Linked DNA regions of Sus scrofa: region 2 is linked to region 1. Evidence: chromatin contacts called from public Hi-C data. All regions are on one chromosome and are shown on one strand. Each heading gives the region's core, a stretch centred on a gene start, on an enhancer-like site or on the middle of the called end of the contact. The rest is flanking DNA. Distances are from core to core; before and after follow the strand shown. Region 1 overlaps UBE2H (ubiquitin-conjugating enzyme E2 H). Region 2 overlaps STRIP2 (striatin-interacting protein 2).

The links. Hi-C and Micro-C count contacts between places; a contact is called where the count stands out from the background.
Region 2: a contact with region 1 is called in a Hi-C map of skeletal muscle, with 5 times the contacts expected there. The contact joins two enhancer-like sites. A contact is called at or near these places in 3 of 47 Hi-C or Micro-C datasets (embryonic fibroblasts, skeletal muscle and subcutaneous adipose tissue) and 1 of 2 datasets of contacts at active chromatin or transcription factors (alveolar macrophages).

What each region holds. Positions count from the first base shown.
Region 1 is chr18:18,931,901-18,939,790 of Sscrofa11.1, reverse strand. It overlaps UBE2H (ubiquitin-conjugating enzyme E2 H), which reads right to left. Exons shown (of 5, transcript XM_021078796.1): 5 at 6,882-7,890. Among named protein-coding and RNA genes, the nearest start is that of MIR183, 46 kb to the left of the region's middle. Within about 2 kb of position 2,675, at least 29 of the 83 cell types and tissues checked have an H3K27ac peak or open chromatin away from gene starts, as enhancers often do. A contact at or near this core is called in skeletal muscle, where this site is marked.
Region 2 is chr18:19,218,247-19,226,136 of Sscrofa11.1, reverse strand. It overlaps STRIP2 (striatin-interacting protein 2), which reads left to right. Exons shown (of 21, transcript XM_003134694.6): 17 at 1,605-1,705; 18 at 5,519-5,585. Among named protein-coding and RNA genes, the nearest start is that of SMKR1, 22 kb to the right of the region's middle. Within about 2 kb of position 4,961, at least 6 of the 83 cell types and tissues checked have an H3K27ac peak or open chromatin away from gene starts, as enhancers often do. A contact at or near this core is called in skeletal muscle, where this site is marked.

The DNA of each region.
Region 1 (7,890 bases), core at 1,426-3,925:
GGGTCAAGGACCTGGTGTTGCCATGAGCTGTGGTATAGGTCGCAGACGCGGCTTGGATCTGGCATGGCTGTGGCTGTGGCTGTGGTGTAGGCCTGCAGTGGTAGCTCCGATTTGTTTTTTTTGTTTTTTGTTTTTTGGTCATTTTGCCATTTCTAGGGCTGCTCCCGCAGCACATGGAGGTTCCCAGGCTAAGGGTCCAACCGGAGCTGTAGCCACCGGCCCACGCTACAGCCACAGCAACACAGGATCCAAGCTGCATCTGCGACCCACACCACAGCTCATGGCAACGCTGGATCCTTAACCCACTGAGCAAGGCCAGGGATCAAACCTGCAACCCCATGGTTCCTAGTCAGATTTTCTAACCACTGCACCACGACGGGAACTCCTATAGCTCCAATTTGACCCCCAGCCTGGGAACATCCATATGCCGCGAGTGCGGCCCTAAAAAGGAAAAAACAAAAACAAAAAACAACCAAACAAACAAAAAATCCATAATATCTTTCTCACCTATAAAAAAGTATAGATTTGTTAATATCACATATCCAGTCATTGTTCAAATTTCCCCAATTTGCCTCATAATTTTTATTTATTTATTTTACTTTTTGGGCTGCTCCACACCATACACAGTTCCCAGGCGGGGATCAGTCTGAGCTGCAGTTGTGACCTAAGCTGCAGCTACAGCAACGCCAGATCCTTAACCCACTGTGCCAGGCTGGGGTGAACCTAGGTCCCAGTGCTCCCAAGATGCCACTGATCCCGTTGTGCCACAGGAGGAACTCCTAAAATAAATCTTGAGATAAGCTGTTCAGTGCTAACACATGGTCATAGTTATGGCTGTATAACTAATTACACCCCAAACTTAAAGGTTTACAACTACAAACAGTGCTTCTCTGTTTCAGTTTCTGAGCATCAGGAATCTGGGATTCAGGAGGCCTCGGCTGCAGTTATTCCTTGCTTGACTCCGTCTGGAGGAGCCACTGGTTTAGGGCTTCAATTTTTAGCCGGGTGAGTCCCTCCAAAGGGCAGCTCAGATCATATCAACTGACTTCCTCCAGAGCGAGAGAGCCGAGACAGCAAGGGAGCAAGACAGAGTTTACAGTGAAGGCTGCGGTCTTCCACTCCATCTCAGAAGCTACACCACCTGGGCCTTTCTTATCCTTCCTGCCCCTTTCTCCTGCCCTTGTACCCCAGACCCCCATCAATCCTGCCCTTCTGCCCTGCCCCATCTGCCCCTGCAGCCTGTGCCACTGTCCCTTCTTGCTCAGCCCTCTTGCTTCTGGAGAACACTTTGGGTCCCTGTCCACTCCTGTGTCTCTCCCTTTCCTCTGTGGTTTTGCTTTGTGCCTCTGATGCCTGATGACTTGGTCCAAAGCCACTATTCCACTCTAAACCTCCAGGTCAACCAGAACTTGAGACCCATCCACCTTCATCTTCCCACCAGGTCCACTCCCATCATCCTTGCACACCCCTGGCCAATCCCTTACCTGAGCTGCCCGGGGCCTTTCTCTCTTTATCCAGGTCCTTCCCATCCAGCCAGGCCTTGATCAAGCTCCCTCTTCCAGGAAGCCCCCTTCTTGTGGTTTGTAGTTCTTTCATGACCTTTATTCCCCTCTGCCCAAAAGGTCAGCTGGGGCGGCGGGCACAGCCAGCCCCTCCCAGGACTAGTGGACACCTTGACAGGGAGCGCATCACCTTGGGAGCCTTTGGGGCCTCCATGCTGAACTCCAGGTCTGCTCTGGGAACTCTTCCCCTGCAGGCATCACATGACATCCCTCTTCTCTGGGTCCCCACCCACTAGGACAGGGCCCTGGCTTCTGCTGGGACTGTTTCATCTTTGTTAATGCAGAGGAGAGATAGTTTGGTTCATGGCAGGTGGGGGCAGCCAGCTGGGATGGCTTTGCTCTGGCCGGGTCACTCCGGCTACCAGTGGCTCCTGAGGCCTGGTCTCCAGAGTCCCTCGGCTTCTCTCCTTTTCCAAGTCGCCAGGAATTCTGCGGCGCCTTCTTGACCTTCCAACAAATCTCTGCTTGTGCACTCACATCTGTCACTGGCTGCCAGGAGCCACGGCAGTGGGAAGTCAGGCTGGGAGGCTCTGGCTCCTACTGAGATGGGCAAGGGTGGGGAGGGTGGGGATGGGGGAAAGGGGCTGGAGGCTTATCTTTGGCATCCTCGTCTCTTTTTCTTTCTTTCTTTTTTTTTTTTTTTTTTTTTTTTTTTTTGTCTTTTTTGCTATTTCTTGGGCTGCTGCCACGGCATATGGAGGTTCCCAGGCCAGGGGTCGAATCGGAGCTGTAGCCACCGGCCTACGCCAGAGCCACAGCAACGCGGGATCCGAGCTGCGTCTGCAACCTACACCACAGCTCACGGCAACGCCGGATCGTTAACCCACTGAGCAAGGGCAGGGATCGAACCTGCAACCTCATGGTTCCTAGTCGGATTCGTTAACCACTGCGCCACGACGGGAACTCCCTCCGCTGTTTTTTCTTTCTGGCAACTGCAGGGTACCGCGGTGGGGATAAGGGGTCCCTGGTGACCGAGACGCCGCGAGGCCTCCGGGTTTCACCTGGGCCAGCTGGGTGAAGGGCGGGTCGGCCCGTGAGCCGGGGCCGCAGCGTGAGGCTCGCGCGCCCTCTGGTGCCCGAGGCGGGACTGGCTAAGGTGGCCGGGTTGGGCCGCGCCCCTCTGGCCGGTCTCCAATCCTGCGCCTCGGGTCCTGAGCCCCCACCCGCACCCAGAAGAGACTCCAGACTCTTCTGTCTGTCATCTCCGCGGCGGGGACCTGCGAGCCCTCGGAGTGACTGCAGCGTGAGGTCGCGGGCTCCAGCCAACGGCGCGCGCACAGGACCCGGGGCGCCCTGGAGTCCTGGAAGCCACGCCTCGGGGCCGCACCGGATGGACCCCGAGGGTCCCCACAACCCCGGCCGCCGCCTCGTTCGCCCACGACTGTGGCGTCCGCGCGCGGTAACAGAAGTGGGTGCAGGCTCTGGACTGTACGCGGGGACCCCGGGACCCCAGTATATTCTCTGTGGAGTGTGAGGTTCTGGGTTCTACTCCAAATCCCCGACAAAGGTCGCTTTTGTGACTTCTTTTCTTCTAAAAATTCTCACTCCACCTAGAGGCGTCCTGGGCTGCACCGTCCAGGAGGTGCCACCAGCCGCTTGAGCCAGTCAATGTGATGACGGAGGAACTGAATTTTTCATCTTATTTAATTGTAATTAATTTAAATTCAAAAACAAGCAGTGTAAAAATTTCTGTAAACATTGATTTTTTTTTTTTTTTAAGAAATGTGGCTTCTAGATGGATAAAAGGTCCTACTCTATAGCACAGGGAACTATATCCAATCCATATATATATAACTGGGTCACTGTGCTGCAGAAATTGGCACAATACTGTAAATCAACTATGCTGTAATAAAAAAGAAATCAATAGCAAATAAAAAATAAAAAAAGAATGGACATTTTTAAAAAGCAAGTTGATTTTTCCTGGCATAGACCATGATAGAAAGAATATTACAGAAGTTCCCATCATGGTTCAGCAGTTAACGAATCCAACTAGATCCATGAGAATGCAGGTTCAATCTCTGGCCTTGCTCAATGGGTTAAGGATCTGGCATTGCCATGAGCTGTGGTGTAGGTTGCAGACAAGGCTCAGATCTGACATTGCCGTGTCTGAGGTGTAGGCTGGCGGCTACAGCTCCTATTCAACCCTTAGCCTGGGAATCTCCATGTGCTGTGGGTACAGTCCTAAAAAGACCAAAAAAAAAAAAAAAAAAAAAAAAAAGATTAAAAAAAGTATGTATATATAGGAGTTCCTGTTGTGTCTCAGTGGTTAACGAATCCGACTAGGAACCATGAGGCTGTGGTGTAGGCCAGCAGCTGTAGCTCTGATTGGACCCCTAGCCTGGGAACCTCCATATGCCATGGGTGCAGCCCTAGAAAAGACAAAAAAAAAAAAAAGAATGTGTATATATATTATATACAAATGACAGTCACTTTGCTGTACAGCAGAAATTGGCACACTGTAAATCAACTATAGTTTGAACAAAAGAAAGAAATGCAGATACCAGAAAGTTTTAAATTATGTAGATGGCATTCTATTTTTATATATTTCTGCTCTTAGGAGTGGATCGATCGCCAGCCCAATTAGCCCAGTATAGTGGGTTTTATTTTCAGCTCAATCTGAGTTTTATTCTCTGTCTCCACTGCAGGGTCTAGAGGTTGGGGACACCGATACCAAGTGGAAATGGGGATGTGTGTAGGGAAAGGCCCTGACCGTCAGGAATCAAGTCCAGGGGACCTCTGGGCAGGTCAGCCAGGCTTACTGGGTCAACCAGGAGACATCTCATGGGAGCTGCACTTGGCAGAATGAGGCTCCCACGGACACAGGGGCCCACAGCCCCAGTCAAGGCCCAGGGCTTGGCACCACGTGGGCTTGTGGAAGGAATGATCATCTATGGCCTGAAGCGGATTTGTTACCAGCACAGAATTCTTTTGAAATCTGTAGAAGTGTATCTTTTAAAAGCTTTATTCCATGGAGTTCATTGTGGCTCAGCGGTAACAAACCCAACTAGTATCCATGAGGATGCAGGTTCGATCGCTGGCCCGATTAGCCCAGTGTAGTGGGTTAAGGATCTGGTGTTGCCACAAAGGTCACAACTGCACTTGGATCTGACCCCTGGCTGAGGAATTCCATATGCTGCTGGGCAGCCAAAAAACCAAAACAAAAACCTCCCATCATCCTTCATTATAAACACACACACACACACACACACACTCCCCCCACATAGTGAGAGGGGGAATACTCCCATGTCTTTTACCTTCTAACTTTAAATCTCTCGTTAGGGTAACTCTTCAGTTCTAAGAAGTTCTGGGTACACAAACCCTACAATGTGAGGCAGTGGAGAGCAGGGTTGGCCCAAGGAAGATAGTCCTAGGCTCACCCGGGGATCTGAGTACCAGAGAAGGTGGTGGGCTCCTCATAAGCAAGGCCGCTCAGTCTGTTAGGTGGTCCCAGGGCCTCTGCAGGTCCAAGGATGTGGGATCCAGTCAAATCCTCTGTGCCCTGGTTCTGGGTGGGGAGAAGGAAACACCAGCATCTAGTGTCACAGAAATGTATTTCGTAGGGTAGAGAGCAGCTTTCAGAGATAACAATAGTTTACAGTGAGTAAAAAGCTCTAGGGCTCTGAGCCCACAACTTTCTGTTTGAGGACAACTTTCTTTGGAAATCCTGGGGCCCCCTTCTCAGGAAAGGGGCAGTGCCTCAGGCAGGCAGCAGTGAGACACCTGCCACTCAGGACTGAGGCTAAGAAAGGTTAAGAGCGATGCTGGGTGAGATTGCTGGTGTGTGGGAGACCCAAACCCCACTGCATGCACCGAGACGTCTCATGGAGTTTGTAAAGCAGTTGCCTTGTGAGAGATCAATTGGATGGACTGTTCCCATGACCCATGGATCTCTTAATTCCCCTTCCAGCTGGAAAATGGGTGCTCTAAACTCCCAAAGCTCTTTGGGTCCAAAAACTCTAAACTCTGGTCTTGAAACCTTGGTGCTTTTCAAGTAACTAAATCCTATCGTATTGTTTCAGAGCCTAGATGGAGTTCTGAGTCCAAGTGTCTATGAGAACCTATCAGTTTAGGGACCTCATGTTACAGAGGAACTCGAGGCCATGCAGAGCCTGAGGCTGCACAGCTGGTTAACAGAGGAGTGGAACAGGGCTCGCAGCGCTGGTTCGGTCCTTTGGTCCATTACCACCCTGGCTGAGGAGTTAGTCAGGACCTGTGGCTGTCTTGTTTCTGAGCACTGGGGGCAGCCAGGGGTGCTGGAAGTGTTCGTTGGCACCAGAGCACAGTTCCTGGGTGGCCGTACCTCCTCTCTGGTAGATACAAAGCCATGCCTACTATGGAAAACATCAGCTGCAGTGAGGAAATGTGGGGGAAAAGAGTAAGGAGAAGAAAACAGTGGCAGAGAGTTGGAGGAATGAGAGCATGTGACCAAAGGCAAACTCTCCCCTTTGTCTTAAGGGTCTCCTAACAAAATCCAGCCCAAGTAGATTCTCTGAGCGACAGAGGCAACATCGCCACCTGGTGGCCGTTGTGAATATATGCTTTAGAAATAAGGCATTGAAACGTTGGGCTGTGATCAGCTTCCCATGCAACACCTGCAGATTCCTGCTTTACTGTGGAGGTGGATCAGCCCCCGCAGGAAGCTGTACTGTCTATGAACTCCAGGCCAAGTGGGTATCTTTGCTCAGCATTAGTTGACAAGGTCTAGAGATCTGGGTTTAACAGCAACATAGGAGCCAACCTGCTGGTCCACATGGGGGTAGGTGTGGTCCTTCAGGTTAGAGCCAGACCTCAGAGCCAGACCCACTTATAGCCAGCAGTCACCTGGCACTTGAGATACACAGGTAGGGCTCGGTGGGGAGGCCTCTCAGTCATTACACTACTTCTACATGTGGCACTCCCTTCCCACAATAACCTGGTCACCTGCCTTGTAAATCTTGTTTAAAAAAAAAGCCAATGTCTGCTACTCAGAGGAGCCAGGTGAGTTTTCCTCTGGCTCAGAGGAAATGAATCTGACTGGGAACCATGAGGTTGCGGGTTCAATCCCTGGCCTCACTCAGTAGGTTAAGGATCCAGCGTTGCCGTGAGCTGTGGTGTAGGTTCCAGACGCGGCTTGGGTCTGACGTTGCTGTGGCTGTGGTGTAGGCTGGCGGCTACAGCTCCCATTAGACCCCTAACCTGGGTGGGAACCTCCAAGTGCCGCCGGTGCGGTCCTAAAAAAGGACAAAAAAAAAAAAAAAAAAAGCGCCAGGTGAACAGGGAGGGTGAAAAATAGGGCTTAGTAATCATGGGGGCTCTTATTGATCAAGGTCCAGACATTTGCCAAGGTATATACACATTTTATTTAAAAAAGTTTACAGTTTTCATTATACACAACTATTAAGAGGTTATAGTCAGAGGAGGCATTTGTCTTGTTGACAGAAGTGCCCACTAGATCATCACAATGCAAGGGAAAAGGTGGAAGGGAGGAGAGAGGGCAAGGAAAAAATAAGTGATAAAAAGCTTAGATTTCAATTAAGGGCTGGTAAATCCCTTTTATCTCTTCAAGTATCACACAATATGTACCAAATACAATCAGTAAATAAAGGCCATTTCTTCCCAAGCCCACAGCCAAGACGGGTATTTGCTGAATTCAGAGTCCTGGCCCTTCCTCAGGTGAGTGGAGAACCTGCACACCCAAGGGCTTCCTCCCCCTTCCCCAAGAGACCTCACCCCATCCAGACCCTAATGGAATCGCCAAGGTGTTCAGTGGCCAGAGGAAATATGCACATGGATTCAGAAGTCCAAAGAAACACAGGTCTTTGAGCCCAGTCAGAAATGATTTGATTTCAGTCAACAAGACTGAGAACCCAGTCAGGAAGTTGGTGAGAGGAATAATACTCTTACTAATTTTCACTTTTCTAATTGAGTCCCTAGAACACAGAAGGGTCACATGCCTTTTAAAATCAAACACTAGTTCTCAGGAACTTGGTGTCAAACAGCTTCACCACGGAGGCTAGCAGAGGATCTGTCTTCCATGATTCTCAGCCATCCTGACAGGAGGCCTAATAAAAAACAAGTGCCAGGCCAAGGCCAACTAGGGCTTCAGGGAGCCTTTTGCGGGAAAAATTCCATTAAGGGGAGACACTCTTCTGGAGCTTAGGTCAGCCAGTTGGCAATTAGAACAGCTTTTGAAGTGGAAGAAAACCGTTAGGTACCGGAGAGATTCGTGGCAACTTCTGCTAACTATCTCACTGGTATAAAACGCTGGTTGAAACTGTACAGTAAGCTTAAGGAGGGAGGTGCCATTGGAGGCAAAGAGCAAAAACGCCAGGGTCTAGGTGGCTATCAT
Region 2 (7,890 bases), core at 3,712-6,211, 280 kb before region 1:
GTGCTATGGGTGTTGCCAAGATATGGGAGAACATGGGGGCAGTGAATGGATGTTCTCTGTGGTGAGACGTGGAGAGGAGAAGGAGGCTTCTCATTCCTGCACAGAGGCTTTGCCCCATTTTCCTCCCAAGAAGTCAGGACCAGGCTTGTTGGTAGAAGAGCAGGTCCTCAGAGTGCAGGGAAGGCCCTGCAGGGTCTGCGTCCATGGAGGGTTTGACTGTACGACCAGGGCATTTCTCCACTTCAGTATGTTCAGAGACATCTTTGGGTGCGTTAGGGAACCCTGAATACTCACAATTCTCCTGCCAGTGTTCGCTGAGCAGCATCAGGGCTGGAAAGAATAGGGATGGAGGAGATAGATTTCCTAGTAGAAAGAACAGGGAACTGTGGATATGGATTTCTGTCTGCTTCTCTTGGTGGGCAGTGTGTGGATGACCAGATGGACAGATGGATGGCTTGATGGGCCTTGCCAGTATGTGTCAGTGACTCCTGACAAGGCTACAGACATGTCTCAAACTGAAAAATGTTTCCCATCACTTGTTAGTAGGTATGTATTGGCTCCTCCATCTGAGGCTTTGGAAAATACCCTGGACCACTTGCCAGGGAAAATATTTGAGCAGAAGAGAGAAATGGGCAAGATAAAATGACTCCCCACCTCTAACCACACATCTAGGCAGGGGGCAGTTTAGCTTGCTACCATGCCTATTTCTTAATGATCAGGAAGAGCTAAGGGATTTAAATTTACACCACTGTAACTTTCTGCTTTTTCAGTCCAGTTTCTGTACTGTCCCAGGAGTCTAGGTTCTGGATCTGAAGACAAACTGTTACCTGATGCTCCTCAGTGTATCATGGGTAAATCATGGTGACACAACTCCCTGACACTGCCCCAGCAGGTCTTCCTGGGTGCAAACCTGATCCAGATTCAAGAGAGCAAAATGGAGCCCTATGTTCTGCTGTTTAGCCCATCAAAGAGATCTTGGCCTTATTCTCAGTGCAGTATCTGTTGACTGAAGGACTCTTGTTGATTGATTCATTCAAATACTGATAGTCTTAAGTATGGAGCTAATACAGTGAACTAGACTTTTGCTGGAACCTGCATACCAGTGGTTCATTTGGTTACTGTGTGATGTATCCATCCTGAGTGAGTGATGCTAGCAGTTGCCAGGACTAGGTTGCCAGGACTAGGCTGCACCTGTTCCTTCTTTATCAATCACTGTTGAAACACTATGAGCCAGAGCTTTGGTATGGAAGACAACTCCCTCGGGGAGCCTTCCTTTCCTGTAGAGCTTAGGAACAAATCTCACAGTAATTCTTCTTATTTATCTGGAGTGGGATTTTCTTTCTGGCTTGTTTATGTTTTATGCTTTAGGTCAGGCCCTTGCAATGTACACACTGTAGGATGTACACACGTCCCTTTCTGTGTAGGATGAGCTGGCTGAAGACGGTTCTCCCCATTTCCCAGGCAGGAAGGCTGATAACACAAGATGACAGTGAATATTCTCAGGAATGGATAATAGAATTGTACTTGCATCTTTTTTTTTTTTCATACAGACCCTCTATTCTCCCCCAAATAAGCATCCTTTCTGCTTTGATCTTTTAATTCAGTTTGAATATGTATCACAACATTTGGTATTTGCTAACTGCATTCCATTGATCCTGAAATTCTTCAATCAAAATATCTTGTCCTACATCACTGCCAAAAACAGGTAAGGACTCTGGACAGGTTTATTTCAAAAGGCTATTTGGGATGGTTGAGAAATTACATTGCGTCTGAGCCACCTTTCAGTTCTCCTGGTGTCCCGGGAGAACTTAAAGCTGTCACTGTCAAATTTAACTTCCTTGAAGTATTAGCTGGTGGGGTGTATGGTTTGGCCTCTTCACAAAGACATTTGTATTTTAATAGTTCTGAAATCCTAAAATGCCACAACTCAAAGAAATGAAACTGCAGCAATGAATTTCAGCCCTGTGGCAGAAGGATCCAGAAAACTGTTTTTTATGAAGGAGGCTACCTGTCCGGCCAACCGTGATTTCTAGTATAAATCATAAGTTGGGTCAATTATACTTCTTTTTAAAGTGTTATACAGAATTTGTAACCAAAGGTAGATAATAGACTATAGATAGATCAATTTCTAGTTTAAAAAAATACAGTATTTTCACATCCATTATTTCATTTAATCTCCTCAGTGCTAAGAGGTATCAAAAGTTTTATTCCCATTTCACTAATTAGGAAAATTCAGGGAGGTTAATTGACTGACTTTAGGATAACATGCTGGTGAGATCCCTAAAGTAAGCAGCAGAGTTCTGGGTCAAAACACAAATTGTTTTTTTGTTTTTGTTTTTTGTGTTTTTTTTGGCTATTTCAGGGCCACACCTGTGGCAAATGGAGGTTCCCAGCCTACAGAGGTCAAACTGGAGCTGTACCCACCAGCCTGCACCACAGCCACAGCAACTTGGGATCTGAGCTCTGTCTGTGATCTACACCACAGCACGGCAACACCAGATCCTTAACCCACAGAGCAAGGCCACGACTCGAACCTGCATCCCCATGGATGCTAGTCAGGTTCGGTAACTGCTGAGCCACGAAGGGCACTCCAAAAATTGCTTTCTGATCACAATTGCTGTGGATTGCTCCAGCCAAGTGGGGACTTGGGAGGTTAAGAGTAGATGCTTCGTCCTCGGTTTGCTACTTCCTTAAGAACTAGAAGCATGTTAATCAGTAGAGTTGACCAGAAGTGCTTTATCGGAGGCAAAGTTCCTAAAATAGAAGAAGGCTGACCTGATACTGGAGGTGACTGCAGAGGGGCTAGGAGATGTTGCCACACCAGTCTGTCAGCACTGCCTGAAACCCCATCCTGGAGAGGCAGCCTACTTGTATGTAGTTTAAAACACACAGAATCTGAAGTCACAAGTCCTAGATCTGCTACTTGCTAGATGTGTAATCTCGAGTGTAAGACACTTTGCTTCTCTGAGCCACAGTATTTTTGTCTTTAAAATGAGAATTTAAAAAATTTTTTAAATAAAATAATATTCTGGCTATATCATAGACTTTTATAAGCATTAGTTAAGATAAACATATTTGAGAGTGCTTTACTTTTTCTGTTTAGGGGAAGCATTGGAGAATGGGTATTTTTCTAACTACAGAGGCTTGTACACTCACTTAAAAATGGCACTTGATAAGTGCTCATGGGGTTACCCAGGAAAATGAAAGTGGAGGTCCGGCTGGGTAAGGGCTGCAGCTTCATGAAGGCACCTGTGTGTATCAGTCAACCCTCTTAAGTAGCCAAAACCAACTGGATGTGGCTCACACGGATTGGGAATTTGTCAAGAGAAAATGGGCAGTACGTTATCCTGAGGAACCTAGGACAAAGATGCTGCTCTGGGCCTCAGGGTTGGTCTGTAGCATAGGGAGCCCAGGAAGCCCTCCACCTCCATCCAGGGCCACTAAGCCTCTGTACCTGCACTCCAGTTTTTCCTTTCTCACTGATAAACAGTTTTATCTGCCTCTCAGGCCACTTGGCAAAACATGCCCACATGAGCTAAACATATTCCTGTGCCACTTCAGAACTTGAATTTGCTCTCAATCCCCCTTCCACATTCCCAGGGATAGAGGTCCATCTTTGGATCCGTCAGCTGTGGCTGGGGAGTGGGGTTCAGGAGCTAAATGCCTCCCTGCACCATGGGCCTCGAAGCAGGGGTCAGACAATCCAGTAGGCATCCATCAGGTTCAGGTTGGAGTTGAAAGAGCAGTAGTGCCAGACTACACCATTTGCCAAGATTGATCTGGATGCAGTGGTCCTCTGTGTATCATCTGCAAGCTTTACTGTTGCATGATCCCAAGAAACTTGAGCACCCACAGGTCGTTGTTGCACAGTTTCCTCATGGCTCCTAAAATCTAGATATGCCAGAAACTTGTAACTTTATGCCCCCTAAGGCTAGAATTCAGTACACTGAGATTGGAACAATTCATTTTTTTTTTTTTTTTTTTTTTGTCTTTTGTTGTTGTTGTTGTTGTTGTTGCTATTTCTTGGGCCGCTCCCTCGGCATTATTGTTGTTGTTGTTGCTATTTCTTGGGCCGCTCCCGCGGCATATGGAGGTTCCCAGGCTAGGGGTCGAATCGGAGCTGTAGCCACCGGCCTACGCCAAAGCCACAGCAACGCGGGATCCGAGCCGCGTCTGCAACCTACACCACAGCTCACGGCAACGCCGGATCGTCAACCCGCTGAGCAAGGGCAGGGACCGAACCCGCAACCTCATGGTTCCTAGTCGGATTCGTTAACCACTGCGCCACGACGGGAACTCCCGAAACAATTCATTTTTGATTTCCCACCCTCATTTCCTGATCACCAGTACCTACTTTGCCATGGGGCTTTGTCAGTGGGAGGTGGGTGGATGAGTAAATAAGCCAGCCAAGAATGTTTGTCCTAATGGAGCAGAACTGAACTGGCAACCTTGGGAGAATCCAACAGAGTGAAATAAGATGATGAGCAACATTATAGGTAGATCCACTGCCCTCTCCTCTCCTGCCTTTGTGGGTTTCTTGGCTTATTTCTAGCCAAATAAATTGTTGCCTTCTGCTTGGATAGAAGTTTTGACTTTCAAAATGTAGAGACAGGTTCATATTCCTCTTTATAAAAATCTCCACTTTGCTAACATCATTTATCCATTTCCAACTACTCTAGTTCAGATGGATTGCTGTTTAAAACTTCATGGAATGTCGGAACCAGAAGGCTCACTAGAGATTAGCTAGTCTAAATTCTGCATTGTGCCAGTGAGTAAGGGAGAAGAGGAAAGAGAGAGAGAGAGCTGTCATTTTGAGTGACTGTGTCCCTGTCATCATGCAGTACTTATTTCCCCTTCTGACTCATGCCTGCACCCCTGGGTTTACCACAGAGTCTCCAGCCCTCTTTTAGTCCCTCACTGCCTATTTTGGGGGGCAGATGCTATTACCATTCTTGAGCTACTAGACTGGCCTTGCTGCAGGAAGCTGCCTCTGTCTCAAGTTTCCTCTAGGAGTGGCTTCGCCGAACATTTCCCAGACCTGCTGGCTTTCAGAAACATCTGGTAAGAGCCACAGGAGAGGTCTTTGTTTCATCCTCATAGCCATAGGTTATTTGTTGTGAAGTGGGATAAGTTTGGGCAGCATCTCTGGGAAAGCAGTTATATTCACACATACACATAAGCATACTCTTAAATACAGAAACACAAATGCACACAAGCTTATGTATTTCATTGAAGAAGGGAGGAGAAAGGTGGCCATACAGAGGTCTTTCGGCTTTCTCTTGCCTCTGCCATATGGGGGCCAGCCTGAAAGAACTCTGTTGGTTTCTCTCATGGCCATGAGGAGGAGATTGGATCTGGCGTTGCTGGCATCAGAACCCTCAGTTTGAGCTAAAGTCACTAAGCAATCTGGGAAATAGATGGGGCCTGCCGAGGAGAAATAACTCCTGCCCTTTCTCATATAGCCATTTCCTGCCATTGCCATTTACCTAAAAGCTGTCCTTATCTCTGCATCTTGCAGCATCTCGGTCCTGGATTACCCTTGCTGTACCATCCAGGATTTGCCAGAGCTTACTACAGAGAGTCTGGTAAGCAGATGGGGATTTGGTAGCCTTTGAAATTGCCAGGTGGCAGAGGTTGGCATTTGTTCTTCCTTTTCTTCTCTAGCCCCCTAATGCCCTGGTTTGGGAGTCTCAGATCAATAAAGGCACCTTGGCAAGAGCACAGAGGTAGGAGGGGTTTAGAGCTGCCGACCCAGTTGAGAAAGATTTGGAAAAGCTGAGCACAGCGTTTTGTAGGGAAAAGCGTCAGTGCAAAACACTGAGGAGAGAGAATTTAGAAAGATAATGGGAGTCAAGTTGAATGTGAACATCCGTGCTGAATGGCCGGAGACTCTTTTCTGTTCTAGCCTAAAACAATTATCTGTCTTCTTTTTGCTGTGCTTCAGCCTATTCTCATTTCCATATAGGTTATACAACCCAGGAGTGTGTACTTCAGAAAATATTTGTCTTTGTCTCTCTGAGGCAAAAGTCGATTTGGCCCCAGAAGGATGACCCAGAAAGCTCCTCATGCTGGAAAGAGCTTTAGGCAAATCAGAAAAGTCCCTCAGAGTTATTCTGAATCCTGTGAAACTGGCTGATCAACAGCATGTTGAAGATCAACTTAGCTATTACCTCAGCCCATAGCCTCACCCCATTGCACTGTGATTGTCTATCTGTATTTGTTTCCCCATTTGACAGAAAACTCCTTGAAGGAAGAGACAGTACCATCTTCATCTTTATATCCCCAGAGTCTAGCACCATGTTCAGTACATGGAAGGAGTTCAATAAATGATCGGATGGCAGTGCCTGTGTGTTCCCCAACCCCTTGTCCCCCAGTTTAATACCTGCAAAGTGTCACATCAGAAAAGTATATTGCGCAAAAGTAGAATGGTGGTAACTTCTGGGGCACAAGTTTTACAGAACTGTAGGATTCTTGGCTGGAGGGGACCTGAGTGCCATTTGGCCTACCCCCCTATTTCAAAGATGAGAAACCTAGGGGCCCAGTGGATGAAGTGACTTGTCAGATCCACTCCTCATAGATATCAACCCTGAATTAGAGAAAAACCTGAGTCCTGAGACACCAAGTCTAGCACTTCTTTTAGCACCTGGGCAGAGACTTCCTGTCTGAATTAGATGTGGTCTCAGTAGTCAAGGAAGTTGAGAGCTTCTTAACACTGCAGAGAGAGGTAATAAGTTGTCTAACCTTATTTATGATAGTCAATTTTTAAAGCAACTGTATGAGGTTGGTATTAATGTTTTGTAGATGGAGAAGTTAGGTAGCTGCCAGAACCTTACAGTTGAAAGCAACAGAGCCAAAGTGGAGACCCTCTGCCAATGCGTCCCTGCCATTCAGAGTTGGAATGAGGAATGCACTTTCTCACAGAAACAGTAGTACACAGATAGCATTAAAACTTTTCAGGAATTCCCGTCGTGGCACGGCGGTTAACAAATCCAACTAGGAACCATGAGGTTGTGGGTTCAATCCCTGGCCTCACTCAGTGGATTAAGGATCCCGCATTGCCATGAGCTGTGGTGTAGGTCGTAGATGCAGCTCAGATCTGGCGTGGCTGTGGCTGGCAGCTGTAGCTCCTATTCGACCCCTAGCCTGGGAACCTCCATTTGCTATGGGTCCAGCCCTAAAAAAGCAAAAAAAAAAAGAAGAAGAAACAAAGAAACCCACCCTTTTCAATTAGTAGGGTATTTCAAAACATAAAGTCAGCTTTTATGACCTGAATCTATTTCTTGATACAATGTGTTCTCTTTTCTCAGTCACATAAGTAGAAATTAGCATAAAAAACACTCATGCTAGGTATTCTTGTCCTTTCTGTGAAGCAACAGTGGCACCTGCTGGTTTCATTTGGTAATCAGTTTTTTGTTTTTTTACTTGAACTTTAAAAGAATTCCCTGAGCCCAGTAATGGACTTAACTAGCAAGTTCGCTCCACACAGGCCTTCAACACAGTGGTTTGTTTATCTAATCTGATGGCTTCTGCACTCAGAAAGGACTAGTGTTGGAGTTCCCTGGTGGCTCAGCAGGTTAATAATCCAGTGTTGTCACTGCTGTGTCACAGGTTCCATTCCTGGCCCAGGAACTTCCATGTGCCATGGGCATGAGAAAAAAGAAAAAAATATATTTTGCTGCAGTTAACCATGTATATATTGGTTCATTCAATATATTCATTTGTATATATCATTCATATATATATGTATATATATATACATACACATATACATATTATTTAAAAAAATAAGAACTTTACATGTTTCAATTTACATGGTAAAATTTAAATGTTCACAATATCATTTTATTAAACATTCCTGAGAACATAATTTTTAATAGCTACACATAATAT